2 separate regions of the Acanthopagrus latus genome follow, and region 2 is linked to region 1. A link is a contact called in public Hi-C data. All regions are on one chromosome and are shown on one strand. The core of a region is the stretch at or near the end of the contact, and the rest is flanking DNA. Distances in the headings are between cores, read along the strand shown.

Region 1 (4,138 bases), core at 923-3,422:
AAATGTGGATTTTGCAGCCATTTTTGTGACTGAGGTAGCATGTAAAACCATACAGTATCAGAAATTATTTTTTTTTTGCATTGAGTTTGGTTCGCAATGTAAAATAAAAGCCATGAACGAGCTCCAAGAATAAGTAAAGAAACGTAGGATTAGAATTCGTCATTTTTTGCATTGAGTTTTGTTTGCAATGAAAATTAAGTCTCGACTGAGTTGCAGTAATAAGCAAAGACTTGTAAACATTAGAAATTATATTTGTTTACACTGAATTTGGTTTCAGATGTCTTGAATGGCTTGAACTGTAGTTGCAGACACAAAGAAAAGATCAGAATTGATCGTTCTTTACATTGAGTTTGGTTTGCAGTGTAAATGGAAAGTCTCGACTGTGTTGCAGCACTGTGGCCTCAGACACGCAAGACCAGAATCACCCTTTTTTCCGTGGACTCTGGTTTGATCTCCTCCTCACGTTACGTTATCCTCGGACAGTGAAAGCTCCACTGGGTGACGTGTAACCACTATGACCGCTGTGTCAGCACATAGCTCTGTCTCTCTGCTGGTAGCCCTGATTTTTATTACTTTACGTCACATTTTACTTTTATTTTCCTTCTTCCTATTCATTTTTTTTATTTTTTATTTTTTTGCCAGCCTTTGTTGTTTTGTAATCTAGATTGTAATTATTTTACCTTAAATCATGATACTATCCCCTGGTTTTATGTACTGAGATGGGAGGGAATGGGAAGATAAATATGTGTACATTAAATATTATGGAGAAAAAAAAATGCCTTTAGGATTATTGTTTTTATATGGAAAATATATTCAACACTGATGATTCAACAGACGCAACAACTGTTTTTACTGTCTGTTCGGTCTTTTACCCCCACGTTCCTAAAACCGAGGATGTTTAACGCTGCAGCATCCTGTAAGTGCCTGGAGCGACAGAAGAAATGCAGTTCTCCTCAAAGAGGATCCATAACAAGAAATGGTTATAACATGTCTGTTACTGTAATGTGTATTTCTGTGCTCACACACTTTGAAATAAAGTCTCAAAACTAACTGAGAACATAACGTGTGGTTTGTTTCGCTGTTGTTGGTGGAAGAATAAACATTAATATCATGAAACTTGAGACTGATTTTTATCCCCAAACAAAGTTATATTAAATATCAGACATTCAACTAGTATAAAGAAACATGTAGATGTTTGTATAATTTACTTTTACCTGGACTCTTGACTTACTTTTATTGCCAGAAAATAACTTAAAGTAACCGCTAAATGTTGCTAACTGTAGCTACCATTAGCTAGTTAGCCTCAGTTAGCCATGCAGCTACCTGTCTACACCAGGGATGTTGAATTATATCTGGACACAGCCATGGAGATAGAGACCACCATCTCCATGGTGCATGGCGCATGAATCCTAAATATCTCAATTAAAAATACCTGGGTCTTCCATGTTGTGCGATCCAAAGAATGCCGACCGCGCTGACTGACCTCCGGCTAACTTGACAGTAAAAATAACGTATCCACTGTTTTGCAGTTCATCTTTCACAATGTTAGCTCATCGGAAAGTGTCTTTTTAGGGCCCAGGTGCATCGCATAATGATGTAATTACACGGTTTGGCCACTACAAAGCCTGGCAATCTTCCTGGGTGCCTGAAATAGCTGCTAAATGCTGCTAACAATAGCTGCCATTAGCTATTAGCTCAGTTAGCTGTGCAGCTAGTGTTTGCGCTCCAGGCTCGGAGGAGCAGAGGTAGTGTTGGTGTATTTCTACTGCCAGTATAGGAGCTTTGGACTAGGACAAGCAGGGGCTAACCTGCTAGCATGCTAACTTCAGTAGATCTCTGAAACACAATACAGAGACGTCATAGTGTTAAAATAAATAAGTGTTAAACTAAAATTCTTACATATTGCTCCTTTAATTTTTACCAAAGCAAGAGAAACTGATGATGGACGACACATTACTATAATTCATGTACAGACATATAAATATTAGCAATTAAAATGTGATATAAATCATTATTTAGTGTAGAAAATTGAGGCTACATTAACACACAATAAAATACATATTAAACTGATGTATTTTGAATTAACTGGGACAAATTCAGAACAGTAAAAGTTATTTAATTTAATGATATGACACTGTATCTCGCCCTACACACTCCTCCGGTACAGCAGGCGGCGCGATGCACATACAAGCTGGTATCGTAATACGACTAAATAATAAAACCAACGAAGAAGAAGAAGAAGCCGAGCATCACAACAACACTGCTAGCTCCGTTAGCTCGAAGGAAAAGCGAACTTTATTTTTTCTTCTGGTTTGGGACATATTAACAGGTGAGTGATGCAGCTGACAGCCCAAGAATCCGCTATATTACGAGTTTATCTCATGTTTTCGTTTCTACACTATTGAATCTGACGTTGTTTGGACTCAGATGTGTGTAAAAACGTTAGCCTGCGCGCTGTCTGTAGCTGCGCTAGCTTCGTAGCTAGCATCTTTACCTAACGTCTTTTTTTGTTGTTGTTGTTATTCTGGTGCAATATGTTGGGTTGTCGCAAACATAAATTAATTAATTTATTGATAATTGACTCTTGTGTTGCTTATTAGTGCGAGCTATTTGATGCTACAGTTAGCCGCATCAGCTACAGTTTATCAAGCTAGGTAAGCAATCCGTACCTCAAACATACTACTTGAGCCAAACGAACATGGCTTAGAAGTGATATTAAAAGGATAATAGACGATGTATGGTTTTGATTGCACGTTTTAGACGTTAACATGTGTATAAACATGATATATTGTAAGGTGACAGTCCTTTTGGGGGTTTAATGTATTGAAATAGTTCATGTAAAAGTGTCTTGTTAATAGTGGAATGCTATAGTCATTATTTACTGTAATGCACACATTTAATGAATGCAACAAAATGCACAGATGAGTCTTAGATTGCAAGTGTGGAATAGGAAGGATTAATGTTGTTAGTCATCTGGTGTTCAGGCTCTCTTCTGTTTAAGAGGACACATAATTTGACGACCAGAGATTCAGTTTGTCATTTTAGAAGTAACCATCTTTACTAGAAATGTTGGAAATCCTTTTTAACGCCGATTCTGATGGGTTAGCGTTGGTGTATCATAACACTGTGATCACCATGTCTATGAAAACGGGGCGTTGTGTGAAAACCCCCAGGAGGATATATTAAAACTTTACCCTCCAGAGGTCATGACAGCAAACCCGACATCACTGTGTCCAACATAAGGTCGTAATCCTGAGTCAGATGAAGGCCGCAGACCTGGATCAGACTGAACCTACATCTTCTCCTGAGAAAGAGAAAGAGAAATGTTTATGATCAGGAAGTTGCTGTCATGTATTGGTCAGATAAGATAAGTCGAGTTTGATGGATAACAAATTCATTATGGGCAGGTAGTACTGAGCATAACAGATTAATAATAAGGTGAGAAAGGGATGCATGGTATGTATCAGACAGTTAAATTATCGACCCAGTAATGCAGAGAAAAAAATTAAAGCTGATAATACAAAGCCTAATTGCTTTTGTTGACTTAACAAGTGCAGCAGCCACACACAGTAGGTTGCGGTATGTACCTTTAAAACTGTTTTGTGAGCAGCTGAGAAGAAGAACAACAAGCACGCTGTTGTCGCACTCATAACATCGATAATTAACTAACTCTCATAGCTGCTGCTGATAACTTTGCTCATCGTGTCAGCTGAAAGAAAAATCTAAGTCTTGCATCCCCACAGAAGTGTTAGTGTATTTCTGAACACCCTCGTGTTCTTGAATGATTCCAGTTAGATATCTTTGTTTAGTTGTATTGTTGTTGAACCTTTTATGCAGTTTTATTACCATTTATTGGAAACTGAGTGAAAACTCCTTATATTCCCAGCTCCACTGCAGCTTAAAACCAGCAAGGTCACTTTGCAGTCAACCATTAATGATTGATGAAGTTTGGATCTTTGCGCAGCCACAGACTCTCTAGTTGATAATTCTCAGCATGTCCACAATGAAGTCCTCAGTCGAAAGATATTCATCTTGTTGTCATAGAGGAGTGAAGTGACTAGAAAATATCCACATTTAAGAAGCTGGAATCTTGACTTTAAAGATATTGCTATTATCCTTGTACATCTGTCTCTTTCCG
Region 2 (4,138 bases), core at 664-3,163, 210 kb after region 1:
GAAATGCTAAATGTTGCACCTGTTAGCTGATGGATGAGTTAACTAAAATAAGTCAAAACACACGAGCAGAGAAAAATTGAGCTGTTTGCACGTAGAACCTTGACTAATCACTAGCTAGTAGCGTGCGTTTATAAAACGTACACCCCCAAAACTAGCAGTAAGTCCAAGATGCGCTGTTGAATAGCTAGCGAAGCAGCGCAGCACATCAAAAGAGCACAGTAGAAACTTCAGAAGGGTACAAATGTAAAAAAAAACAAAAAACTTAAAGCATAGGAAATAATTGGCAAATTAACTTAAAAATGGTTTCAGTAATATGGCAAACATCAACACATATTCGTTGTAAAAGCATTAAACTTGGTACATTTGTACAGTTTCGGATTAAAATTAGCAAGCTAGCTGTATCATCAGATGGCAGATGTTGGCTAAGCTAATAGAAGTTATCACTTGCTAACAAGACTTCTATAGTTGGTCTTGTTTGCATGAAAGATTGCGCAAATGTTGTGCAACGTTGTCTCGCTAGCAGACATTTGGCTTGGCTCAAATCCATCTATTTAAAGGACTGATTTGTCAAAAAGCTGTTTTTTGAGCTTCATCCCAAACTCTTCAAATAGCGACTTTTTGGGATGACGGCCAACCCAAACGTCTGTAATTGACGAGTTGGAAATGAGACTCAAAAATCTGCTTTCATACTTCTAAAATAAGTATTTTCCCTGTGTTTTTTTTTTTCTTTTTTACCATGCATGCTAATGAAGCCTTGTATCATACGCTGGGCTATTTTAGTCCTCTGAGTGAGGAACTAGAGTCTGTGAGAAAGTAATGTGAAACTGAACTCAAAACCCCCCTCGACAACTTCCATATGCTCTCTCTGGTTCTAGTTCGACTGTTGCTACTGTAAGACTGTTACTGTAAGAGGGAAAAACCACTTGAGCCCATCTGATATAAATTTAACAAAAAACATTTTTGAAATCAGAATCAAAGCAAATACATATTTCTTTTTTTTTTTTCATAGTTGTGACACATTCAGAGTTTCTATTGTTCCCCTCTGGCTGAGTCTCAACGCAGCCAAATAGAATGACAACACACCAGAGGAACCTCACCAGAATGTCTCTCTTGGGGCGAGTTCAAAATGGACAGAGCCCGGCCGGCGAGGGGAGGACAAGATAGAGAACGAGGCGCAGATGTGGAACGAATTAAAGCTGAAACAAAGAATGTTTTCTCTTAGCAATCCGGCTTTAGACATCCTGATGGGCAGAGATGTTTAGGAGATGAGGATGCTTAGTCACTTCTCTGCTCCTGGGTGTTCTTGGGTTGCACAACCTGGTTTAAACACTCGTCTGTTGACCACAAAGGCACTTAGTCCCTCCATATCTCTTGAACACACCTCGGTGGGAGGTTTCTACATGGTGCTCAAACTCATCATCTTTCATTTATCTATAGTTCCAGAAGCTGGACGACCTTTGTTAGCCCATCAGACCGGAGATTTAAAACCAGGAACGTCGATAAAACAACAGATATCCCGACCAGAAAGAGTCGACCTGTTTTCTTTTAAAGTTTGATGCAGTGTGGCAGATCAAAAGAGTAACTTTTATGATTTACTGTGATAAACCCTTCCAGGCCTCTTGTGGGCCCAAAAATGGATAAAGATCAAAAGCTAAAAGTTACGTAAATGTAGCACAAGAGAAAAGACACAGGAAACATCAGGCAGTTACCAACTTACCAGTTAGTGACAGGGCGACGGTTCGCTCTCTGGTGAATAGCGACTACACGGAAATGGCTTGACGAATGAGTTCACAAGTTTCACTCACTTCCTGTGTGTGTGTGTGTGTGTGTGTGTGTGTGTGTGTGTGTGAGAGAGAGAGAGAGAAAGACAGAGTTGTTTGCAGCAGTCTACCTCGCTTGCAACCAAAATACAAATGTACACAGATTATTCAAAACCATGCCACCATCTCAGAACCTTCCGCCGGTTTTATTCCATTCTGTTGCTCGTGGGGGCAAAATGATGAAGAGAGGAAGAGGAGGAGGAGGAGATGAACGGCCGAGGAGGAAGAGGAGAGACGAGGATATTTCCTTATTTGCGCAGCACTTTACTAAATTCACCCACTTACACGCCATCCCCTGGAGGATTTAGACCCCACAGCCCTTCTGGAACTTCCTATGAGGCATTACTTCCACGGCCCTGAACAAAAGACCCTGGCAGACTCCTGAGCAGCTTCGACCAAAATCCAAAGAATTATAAAAATGATTTCTCCGAGGTCCAAACGGAGACACAATCAGTTTGAGTCAACTGCTTCTCATATGTCTGGATTTGTTTCTTGGATGAGGAGAACGGGGAGGGGAGGGTGAAATGAAATCAGCGTGATGAGATGATATCTCTCCAAAGACTTCATTAGGCGCCAGATCGCTCTGCCTGAACTCGCGGCCTCGACGTTAGAGTATCCTGTTCAAATAAAGCGAACGTGGGGGTGAACGTCAAAATGGACCGAGCCCATGGGGACTTGTTCCTATTTAATTGAACAAGAGATATTTGTTCATTTTTTTGCAGGGTTTCGCAACATCGAGTCCAGAGGGCGTATCCAGAGACGACACAGAGCTTTCATGCGAATGAATCGAGAGATTTTACATTTTATTCTTTTAACGAGACGCACTTCGTGGCGCCTCTTCCCAAGAATGAGAGACGACGCTCCCCAAACTAATGGCAGCTGGATGGATGTCGGCTGCCAGCTTCCCCCCGCTGTCCATTCCAAAACCTGCCCTCCGGGTGCACAGAATTGATTTTATGGTCCTCTGTTATCCAAACTGTTACTGCGGTTACTGTGTGTTGTGGGCCCCAGTAGGCCCGCTGAGCTCCAGTTCAGGAAATATTTATCTGTGTGTCAGTGAGCTCATTGCTCAACGTGAGCATGTCAATGGATTTAAAGGGTCAGGTCAGTCTGCTGCTGCCTGAGGGGAAACGATGACACGCAAGACCTGCTTTACACCAGTATATCGAAAAGATTGAAACATTTAGGAGAAAATCTGGATTTGATACAGGCTCATTATGTCTCATGGACTTTTATTGAAATCCTTATGTTAGTATGAGTGAATGAATAAAGGAATGTGTGGAAGTAGGTGTCAAGAGAGTTGTGAATACAGGTGAAACACATTACTGCCGACAAGGAGCTCATGTTTTCACCCGTGTCCGGTTGTTTGTTGGTTGGTTTTGTCAGCAGGATCATATTAACATTTAAGAACAGATTTCCACTAAACTTGGACGGAGTCTCAGCCAAGAATAAACTTTTGGTACAGATCCAGATAAAGGAACAGATCCAGGAATCTTTTCTCACCATCTTCAACGTTGCATTTTAGGATGTTTTTACAACATTTACATCCATTTCTCATGGAATAATGCATGGATCTCAAGGGGAGTTGCAAGCTTTTAAACTCTGTGCGGGAGTGTCCTTACAGACTCGTTAACAACACATCTGAGCTCTGTGTATTGGAGTTGTTAGGGCCACTTCTTGACTTTACCAGCCATCATGCCCACCTAGCCCGACCAACCCACACGGAGGGCCGGTGAAGTCTACGACCCTAACGCCTCTGAGACTCTGTCAGGACACTCCCACGCAGAGTTTAAAAGCCTGAAACTCCCCTCCAGTTAGTTAAAACTGAAGAAGCCTCTTGGATGAGAGGTGAAACAGCACATATATAATTAAATACAAGGCAGACATATGGCTATATTCAGCCCTGAGGACGTTGTTGTGCCAAAGCAGTTCATGCATAATAAAACAAATATTATGCATATTATATAATATTCACATTCAGTGGATAAACTTATGCATAGACAGCAAAACAGACATACAGATATATCTAAACAAGCATATAAGGATAGAATTAACATGAAAACACGTATGAGGGACTTGTTTGACAGTTTACTTGTGTCTGCTCATGCGCACTAATGCATAACATCTGTCACGTGTCTGTATTTTGCCTCATGCCTGTTTTGAAATAATCCCACACGGTTAAGATTTTTGCTGGCTGCTGGCCGGTCAGGAGGAAAACGTCAATAAAGCCAGAACGTCTGAGCTGCTATTGGCTGCTTCAATGTTTAAAAATCCTACATGCGCCTCCTGTTGGGTTCGTTGGATTCTTGTAAAAGGAA

What was found. A called contact is a pair of places that touch in the nucleus more often than the background predicts.
Region 2: a contact with region 1 is called in a Hi-C map of liver, with 4 times the contacts expected there. The contact joins the promoter of si:dkey-171c9.3 here to the promoter of ankrd46b in region 1. A contact is called at or near these places in 2 of 4 Hi-C or Micro-C datasets (liver and muscle).

The regions. Positions count from the first base shown.
Region 1 is chr10:4,649,806-4,653,943 of fAcaLat1.1, forward strand. ankrd46b (ankyrin repeat domain-containing protein 46) reads left to right here and starts at 2,173. Exons shown (of 4, transcript XM_037111049.1): 1 at 2,173-2,329. The coding sequence starts at 2,179. It overlaps col4a6 (collagen alpha-6(IV) chain), which reads left to right. Exons shown (of 48, transcript XM_037111026.1): 48 at 1-1,050. It overlaps LOC119026625 (a long non-coding RNA gene), which reads right to left. Exons shown (of 9, transcript XR_005077191.1): 1 at 3,847-4,138; 2 at 3,195-3,304.
Region 2 is chr10:4,856,576-4,860,713 of fAcaLat1.1, forward strand. It overlaps si:dkey-171c9.3, which reads right to left and starts at 1,914. Exons shown (of 3, transcript XM_037111048.1): 1 at 1,718-1,914; 2 at 1,098-1,196.